Regions from separate parts of the Rattus norvegicus genome. Here region 2 is linked to region 1. The links are chromatin contacts, called in public Hi-C maps. All regions are on one chromosome and are shown on one strand. Each heading gives the region's core, a stretch centred on a gene start, on an enhancer-like site or on the middle of the called end of the contact. The rest is flanking DNA. Distances are from core to core; before and after follow the strand shown. Region 1 overlaps Nfatc1 (nuclear factor of activated T-cells 1). Region 2 holds the start of Nfatc1 (nuclear factor of activated T-cells 1).

Region 1 (4,255 bases), core at 1,522-4,021:
TAGTGAGAGGAGACAGAACCTGGTACCTTTAAAGAGCAAAGCACACCCAGAATACAGAGGCCTCACGCTCTGTCCGGCTTCTGTCCTAGTGGTCATTGTTATTGCCTTAATTCTATCCTAATAGCACTTGTCTGGGCAAGGGATTTGCAGTTGTGTTCTCATACTGCCTCTGCCTTTTTGTTTTAAAGCGTTGTTTTGTCTTGACAAACAGGAGCCCCAGACTGCCCCCCCCCCCCGTCATCCCTGCTGCAGGATTCTAAGTACTTACTGGCTTGCACAGGTCTCGGTCAGTTTTCGCTTCCATCTCCCAGACATGGTGGCCATCTGGAACAAAAGGCATGAAGAAATCCGTCACTTTGTTTGGGGGGTAGTATGTCTTCAAAAACGTTCCGGGTGACCCAGAAACCGGGGGTCAGGGAGGAGAGAGTGGGAAGAAGCAGTGCTCTGGGTCCCCTAGATATTCCGCCCACACAGGGGATGGCATGTGCGGACCTGCTCTAGAGTACTGGACCTGTGGATTTAGTGAAGTCCAGAGACTACGTCCAGTGTACCTTTTTTACTAGGAGGGGCCACACAGTAGAGAGTGTCTCTAATGGTCCACCCCTGTGCCCATGCTTACACTCATCTCCTTGGCTACAACACACATCAGGGAAGGCTTCCTAGACCTCAGTGTCTTCTAAGGGACAGAAAAGCAGAGAGAGGCAGGGAGACACCTCCCACCCCCCACCCCCAAAACCCCCCAGCAATACACAACATGTGCTGTGCTTAGAGCGCAGCTTGGCTCTACCACTCGGTAAATCCCACCAGCCTCCCGTGTGTTTTGGGAGAAGTCAGAGCAATGCCCCAGCCTCTGCCCAGAGGAAACGGCTGAGGAGATAAGAGAAGCCTTTCTTTGGCCGTTTCATGCCACATCAGGACCTAGAAATGCAAAACACGTGGTATTTTTAACCTTAGCCCAGTGGCTGTTTGCATGTTAAAAAAATATATTAAAAGGCTCTCATAGGTGCAGTGAAAGAACTTATTGTTCTCAGCTGGCAATGAGGTGTGGACCTAGTGATTAGAGGAAGGGTGTCTGCCACTCACGGACTCTGAGTCCCCAGTCCTGCTGACAGGCTCATGACCTGGGGACAGCTGGGTGGCCACTGGGTTGACAGCTATCCATCCCCGCGTTTATCTCCTCCAGAATGAAGTCAGTTCCTGAGATGAGCCGTTTCAGGCACACACTTAGTTTCTGCTTACACTCCATTTGTCTGTCACTAACCCTACATTACTGATAAACCAAACACCAGCTCCTTCCCTCGGTGCTGGACAGGGTGGTGGGTGGAGGGTGGAGGCCCAGGGTGGAAATGTGAGTCACCAGTGGCTCCAAGAGCCACCCAGCCTCACCAGGCCACACCAGCTTCCAAGACACCCGGGGCCTTGAGCAAACGCCATCAGATGAGCCCACGAAGGTTCTAACTCATCCTTCCTACCCATGCCCCTCAGGGAAGACAAGACACCCCTAGAGCACTGCAATGTCAGAAACAGTGAACCCCTAAGCCTTGGCAGCTTAGGGATGTCAGCCAAGAAATGCCCTCAACCTCAGCCACATGTGCCAACGATAGCCGCAAGGGCCAAAGCAGAAGTACCCACATAGGTTCTCTAACCATGCTCTGGATGTGTAGTCCAGCTGTGCGCTCTCCTAGACTTGCCCTCCATAAGGGTGAGGTGGTATATTTGTGCTGCCTTTACTACAGCTTTAAAGTCTCCCAGAACGAGCTACTCTCTGCCCCTCGCCCCCGAGAATATATGGTTTCTTGTCCTGTACATAGGTGGGCCGACGGTGGTGTGGCCCCTGTCATCCTGAAAGCTCCTGCCAAGACTATGAAACCACGTGGAGAAGGTGCAACCTTTGTATCTAGGTAGGAGAGACAGCAGCAGGTATGGCTGGAGGGGGAAGAAGGAGACCGAGGCTTTCTGTGAAGGGAAGAGTTTGTTCAGCGGCCCTGTCAACTCTGAGAATGGAAGGGAAGTTCAAATCCCCAAGGAGGGGATCTGTATGTTCAAATCATGGGTCAAAAGTTAGGGAAATGTAGGCATACGGGTGGATTGGGCACTGAGGCAGGCATAGAAATGAAAAGGGTTTCTCCTTCCCCTGTCACAGCAGAGTGGCTGAGAAGGTGCCATTGTGAGCTACTGTGCTGACACTGGCCAGCTCCCATCCAGCCAAGCACCAACAGACAAGATGGAGGGCCCCATCCCTGTCTTCTATGTTGCACCAAGACAGATCACCCATCGGATTCTGTTTCCTCTTAAAATATGGTCCCTTGGGGCCACTGAGATCTGTGCTGCAGTCAACCATCTTATCCCAAAGCACCGGTCCCATCCAGACATGGGTTCTCCATCTGCAATTGCTGCACAGACCAAACAGTGAATGTTCCACTCTTCACGCTGTGACGGTAGCTGAGTGGACTTCTGCATATGCATAGCAGGCTGCTTCTGGCAGGAGTCCAGGAGATGGTCCTTTATACCCCTTGAGAGAATCAGCCACGAGGGGTGCCCTAGACCATCGGATGAGTCCACAGATCCCTCAGCTATGACACCCCTCCTCCCTGCTCAGAGGCAAGTTAACCAAGGGCTGTTCAGAATTCAACCTCTACCAGGCAGGGAGCCAGCCGGCCATCCTGAAAGGGCCTTTGTGTCCCATCTTATCAGGAGCTCCCTACGCTCCCAGTAGGAAACTGTGCTCCAGTTCAGAAGTAAAAATATTCCAAACCATTAGGGAATTCCCTTCAGTGTGAGTCATCAGAAAGGCTTCCCCACCACACCCGCCCAAGGTTTCCACACGGCCAGCCTGCAGGTCTGAAGCCGCTCCACTGGCTGCAGGACTCGCCTGCCACCTCAGGCCCGCGGGCCGGTCGCACGCCAGGGTAGGTAGGGGCTGAGCCACTGTTTCCACATGTGGAAGCGACTCAAGTTTATTCAGGAGTGGAGAAGTCTCCTGAGATGTTTTGCCTCCTCCTTGGGGTGGGGCAGGAGGCTTCCTCCTTCTAGCCCTGTGTCTGTATCCCATCAGCCTCCAGGGAGGGGCAGGTCCAGACACCATCATTGTAAAACACTGGGATGGATCGGTTATGGGACTGGGCGAACACAGCAATGGTTCTGCAGGGCCGGACTGCACAGGGGCTTTGAGTGCCGTCAGCCTGGGAAGCCTGTGGGTTCTCTAACCCTTGGTGCCCTAGAGGCCTGCTTCTCCCAGGTTAGGAGAACAGCTTTGCTCAGCAGAACCCAAGGTAAAAAAAGACACTCCCCTCCGCCCCCAGCATTTCGGGAAACAGCCTGATGGTACTGGATAGCTCAGGACAGATTCACACCCAGGTATGTGTCACGAAGAAGACACAGGCAAGCACAGAACCTTGTTTACAAACGTTCACAACAACTTCATTCATGACAGTCACCGAGAGGGGAACAACCCATGCCCACCTGGCCTGGCCACACCCGGGTACTGGTCGGCCATAAAAATGGACAGCATTGGGATGGACTAGAGGGGATAAAAATGCCATTCGGTGAAAGAGGCCAGACAGCAAAGCAGACACTGCCTGCCTCTACTGACAGAAAGTATCCCAGAGGGGAATCCACAAGGTGCGGGGAGGGGATGGCGGGCATCGGGATGAGGAAGGGAAGAGCCGACAGCACAGCGGCTTGCTTCTCTTTGCAGCTAAAATAGAATACCCGAAGCTGGGCATGATTCAGCAACCGCTCAGTCCCTGGGGAGGGGGAGGAGGGGGGCTGGTAGCATTGGCCACATGTGGTAGGAGTGTGTGGAAAAGCCTCCATAGTTAGGCAGGAGGCCAGAGGGCTGAGGGCTAGGCTTGCCTTTCACAACAGGTCACTCAGCTAACTACCATTCTGGTCTCTTGCAGAGTGACCTGCGCGCCTCTCTCTCTCTCTCTCTCTCTCTCTCTCTCTCTCTCTCTCTCTCTCTCTCACACACACACACACACACACACACACACACACACACACACACACACACACACCCCTCATCCTTTTCCCTAGGCTCCACCCCGAAAGCCCAAGCATCTCCCACATGGCCACTCTGATGAGTACTTCCAGTGCTGGAACCCCAGAGCCACACCCAACCACACCTTCACTGAGCCAGCACTCACGAAGGGGAGACTTCTTTCATGGAGATTAAAGTATCCTGGACACAGAGCAAACAGTTGCAAAGCCACTGGAGCTGTACCCTGTGAGAAATCTGCATGCGTCTACACTG
Region 2 (4,839 bases), core at 60-2,559, 59 kb after region 1:
AGCCAGCCACCTTTTACAGGGTGTTTCAAAGACACCTGCAGGAGCCTAAATGTTTTAGAAGTTATTTTGCTAGCTCTTTTGAGAAGACTTGAAGGCCCCTGACAGAAGGTCTGGGCCATGCCATTCTTGTGGCCCTGCCAGGTTAAGGCAGATTCCAGCGCATATTCTTTACTTGGAAGAATATGCAACTTCAAACCCGGCAGTCCTTCTTCAAGCTTTCCCAAGGCATTTTCCAAGGCAGAACTCTTGTCTGAATGCAACATTTGGCCACAAGCTTGAGAAACATTTAGAAGCCTGGACCACTTGGGACCACTTGGCCAAACCCTTACTTTTAGTGAGAGGCATCTAAGACTCACTTGGGAGGATGCAGGACTCTTAATACTTCTGGTCATGGATTTGCTTGCCTTCCTGAGGTAGAGGCAGGGTCAACTTTCCTCTCCAAAGCCGCCTCACTTCATCCCAGGGTGGGTTTTTTGTTTGTTTGTTTGTTTGTTTGTTTGTTTGTTTGTTTTTGGTTCTGACGACCCCCGCCCCTACCGCACCCCATCCTCAAATCTCACCCGTGTGAATCTAGTTTCCCCAGCTGAGATCTCTGAGACCCCAGCCGAAGCTGTTTGAGTACTCCGCGCTAGAGAAGAGGAGACACCTATTGGCAAGAAAGCGCGCTAGAAATCTGGGCTGCGCCGGGGAAACACCAGGGGGACACCCTTCACAGTGTGTGCCACGCTGTCCGGCTGGACGCCCGCGCCCCTCCCTGGACGCGCAGACCAGCCCCGGCAGCCTGGCCGAGGAGGAGGACTCGAGATGGGTGTGGGGCGCGGGGAGCGGGCACGAAGGGCCAGGGCACTCCGGGACGAAGGGAGGGGCGCGGGGCTTACCTTCCTCGGCCGCCTTCATGGTGCCGCCGGCGAGCGGCGCGGGCCGCAAAGTTTCTCCGCTCCCGCAGACTGCGGCCGGAGGGCCGAGTGGAAACTTGGAAGGGACTGGAAAGCTGGTACTTGGCATCCACGCGGCGGTGGCGGCAGCGGCGAGCAGCAGGAGGAGGAGCGGGAGCTGGCGCCGGGAGCAGCTCCGGGCCGGCTCCCGAGTCCGACCTCTCCTTCGCCGACACGCGCCGGGCCGGGTTCAGCGCCGCGCGCCGCGGGGAGGTGACATGCGGGGTGTGTGCGCGCGTGGCAGGCCTGCTTGCGGCCCGGGACTCGCCCCAGGGGAGGAGGTGTGTGCGGCGCCGGGGAGCTCGTGCCCCGCCGCTCGGATCCGCGAGGCGACTCTGTCGCCCAGTTCGGAGCCTCTCGGTCTCACTCTGACGCAGGGCCGGGCTCTGCCTTCTGCCTTTTTAAAGCTGGAAAACACCTCCCCCGGCTCCCGCCCGCCCGGCCGCTCCCGCGCCCCCTCCCTGCAGTGACATCACGCCCCTGCCCGCCCGAGCCGGCGCGGGGCCCGGGGGACAAGTCGCGGAGCGCCGCCCTCTGTGTGCAGCGGCTGCCGATCGCTGGGCAAGCGGGGCGCCCTGGTTTGGACAGGGGTACCCTGGGGTGGACCAGCCGGGCGCAAAGGGAGAGAAGGGACGCAGCGGGGGGTAACGAGGACTTAAGGGACCGGAGGGAGCTCCCAGAGGTGCGGAGAGGCACCTGGAGGACGGCAAAGGTGTACAAGAGGGAGGATGGGGAGCGAAGGGACACTAGGAGGGAGAGGGCTCATGGGGAAGAGTTGGGGGACTTAGAAACAGGCGGGGACGAGTGGGAAGGAAAGGGCTTGTCAGGGAGCGATCAGTGAACGCGCCAAGCCAGGATGGTGGCGGCTTCAGGAGGGTGCCCTAAGAAGGCTACTCTCCCTTTTAATGAGGGGCTGGGGGTACGAGAGGCGGGGGAAGGGTGCCGAGACCCCTTGCATGCTGAAGTCATTATGTAAAATCGCAGGCTTCCCCTGCTGTGGAAATTTGGAAAAGCGCTTCCACTGGCAGGCAGGAGTAAGGAAATTCCCATCCCGCTAAATTACTAACAGATTGCATGGGCGTCCCGGGACAGCCAGATATTGTCATTTTTACTCTGTAAATATCTGAGCGAACTGGATTGCTTGCTGTACGAGAAGGGGAGGGACAGCGCGCCTAAGAGCGCGCCCACCTGCGCAGCTCCTCCTCTGGGTCTTTGCCCCGGTGTGGGCAGACTCATGCAGGGACCACAGGGTGCTTTGTAGGCGCGACCACGAGGTTTCTGGCACCGGAGGCTAGAGCAGGGGAACTTCTGAGGATTCTGTCCCGCCTCGCTTCACACTTTTTCTCTTTCAAATCTCCCCGCATCTCCTAGGGCGCAACTCTGCTGCCAAACCCGACCATATTTTCTTGTTGGCTTTGGATGGAACGGATTGGAGGGTTGGGCAGTTAGAGCGTCTGGTGTATAGAAATCATAAATCTATTGGCCTACACCTCATATGCTTTAAAATAAACCCCAAAGCAAAAAAAAAAAAGCGTGTCTGCTGTGGGGCGGCGAGACTGTGGGGCGCGCGGGGCGTGTACTGAGCCAGTGGGTGCTCCAAAGTACTTCACACCTCAAGACTTAGGGAAATCTGATCTAACCAGCAAGAACCAGCAAGTGGGACTGGCCTACTGGGCTCGCCGTTAAATAATAGGAAAACTTGGCTAAAACCCATCCACTCCACCGGCAGCATCCAGCGGCTCTTTCCAGTGGCCTCAGCGCCACAGAACTAAAAGCCACCTTTTTTTCTTCTACCGCGGCAGAGAAGCGCGGCCGTGGGGGCTGCATAGCCACAGGTAGTGCCCAGCATGTCTCAAACCCTGCTGGCCCGCTGCTACTCACGTAGAGAGCTGGGCGAGGCGCGCACCTCTCTACCTCTGGCGTTGAGAGGAGAGAGCCACTACTATAGGTGGTCGAGAGGATAGCGAGGCTGGGGGTGTGGGGCATGATCTATTAAACTGAAGGCTCAAAGAAGATGTTGGGATGTTCAAACCCTTCAGGGATGCGCAGAAGTCTCCCTGCACTCCTTGAAAGAGGCTGCCGCTAGGGGGTGCCAAGACCCCATTGCCCAAGAACCCCCCTCCTCCCTCCCCAAAAAATCTATTCTTCAGTGAGTCCCGGTGTCGCCAGACCGGGATGCCAAGATTTTGCCTGAAGAGTTTCCGTCCCCGCCCTCCCCTGTCCGGGACCGGGCGGGGCGGGGCGGGGCTGGGCGGAGGCATCAGCGGCGAGGCGTGGTGAGAAGACTAAGGCCCACTCGAGACCTTGGGGACTCCGGAGGGCAGAGGAGTTCCCACACCTCGCGTCAGAGACGCTGACCTGTCCGCACTCTTGGACTTGCCGAGCTGTGCAAAGCTGGAGGAAGCTGGAGGACTCTTCCAGGCTCTTCCTTTATCCCCTCTCCTTCCTTTTCCTTTATATCCTCTTCCTTCCCCGGTTCCTCTTGATCTCTTTTCCTTTCTGCTCTGACCCTTGGTCTCCCCTCCCTTCATTTCCTCTCCTCCCTCCTCTTCCTCCCGCTCCTCCTCTTCCTCCTGTCTGCTCCTCCCCCTCCCTCTCCAATAAATAACTTTTCACCCCATCCAGAAAAGCCCTTTCCTGTCTGTCTCAATGCCCTCCTTATCCCCCGCGGGTGACGGAATCCCGGGCCTGTTTCCCTCTGTTTAATGCCGTTGCCGGGACCACGGTGGCCGCACGCCAGGCGCAGGGAGTTCCGGAGGCAGCGGCGCAGGAGTGCAGCCAGCTCCGAGCTGTCCGCCAGGCCCTGCGGCCACCTCGGGCTCAAGCCTGGTCCAGCGGCCGCGCTCCCTGCGCGTCCCTACCGCCTTCTTTCCTCTTCCTTCGGCCTCCTCGACAGGAGGTTTGTTTACAGCTGCTACTAGGAGAGACGTTACACGGGTTTTATTTTAAGGGTTGGCGATGACTAACAGAGTTAAAAGGAGCTTAGGACAGAAAACAAGACTATTTTTAGATTACTGTTGCTTCTGTGGATCATTGGGGCAAGTACACCCCAGAAGCTTGCAATCTAAAAGGTGTCTTTGGGTGCTAAATCCTTCCTTCTGGGGCACATTTGGGTATCCACCCAACGCTCAAAGTTTCCAAAAGCCAGACAACTGTTGATTCTAACTTGGTGTGAAAACACCCACAATATCAACAAGAACAGGGCGGGCTTCTTGGGCAAGAGCAGGGGGACCTGTGCTGCCAGGGGCACCGATTCTCAGTCCTGCAACTTGGAGCCTTTCTTGGCCTACCCAAGAGCTGTACCCACTGCACTGTGGGCAGGTGTGGAGCACCAGGCTAGGGAGGGCTTCTTAGTATCGTGGAGCCACAAACCCATGCACATCTTGCTTGCATAAACCATGTAAAACACCTGTAGCTTAAATACCCATCTTCTCACTGCATCTGCAGTCTGAACCACAACAGCGGACTTTAAAACTCCCACTACTGCACCTGGGGCTTCAGGGAGGAGGCCCAAGACTGTGGGGCAGTGGGAAGGCTGGGGAACTGGGTCTTCCTCCAGAGCCTGTATAGGAGGGTGAAATGATCCAGCGACATCCTTTTTAAAAAGATGGTCTCATGTAGCCCAGGCTGGCCTCCCGGTCCTCTTGCATCCATCTTCCAAGTCCTAGGGTGACAGGCGTGCACCACACCTGGATGGTTTGAGTTGGTTGGTTAGTCATTGGTGCCAAAGACCTCTCCTGACATGCTGCACACTGATTGGTGCCCAAACAGGTTACTTTTAAAGTGCTTAAAAAAAAAAGCTAGTCAAGTAAGCCTCACGGTTGCCCTTGAGTTAGTCACAGCAACTTCAGCCACTCCCTCCCAGATGCTGGTGTACTTTGGAGGACCACAGATTTGGGATTCA

Evidence for each region. Hi-C and Micro-C count contacts between places; a contact is called where the count stands out from the background.
Region 2: a Hi-C map of Schwann cells shows a contact between it and region 1, with 3 times the contacts expected there. The contact joins the promoter of Nfatc1 here to the enhancer-like site in region 1. A contact is called at or near these places in 4 of 12 Hi-C or Micro-C datasets (Schwann cells, kidney, liver and 1 more) and 1 of 1 datasets of contacts at active chromatin or transcription factors (oligodendrocytes).

Annotation. Positions count from the first base shown.
Region 1 is chr18:76,368,725-76,372,979 of GRCr8, forward strand. It overlaps Nfatc1 (nuclear factor of activated T-cells 1), which reads right to left. Exons shown (of 10, transcript NM_001415721.1): 7 at 269-324. Among named protein-coding and RNA genes, the nearest start is that of Nfatc1, 60 kb to the right of the region's middle. Within about 2 kb of position 2,772, at least 32 of the 93 cell types and tissues checked have an H3K27ac peak or open chromatin away from gene starts, as enhancers often do. A contact at or near this core is called in Schwann cells, where this site is marked.
Region 2 is chr18:76,429,681-76,434,519 of GRCr8, forward strand. It overlaps Nfatc1 (nuclear factor of activated T-cells 1), which reads right to left and starts at 1,310. Exons shown (of 10, transcript NM_001415721.1): 1 at 879-1,310. The coding sequence starts at 1,005.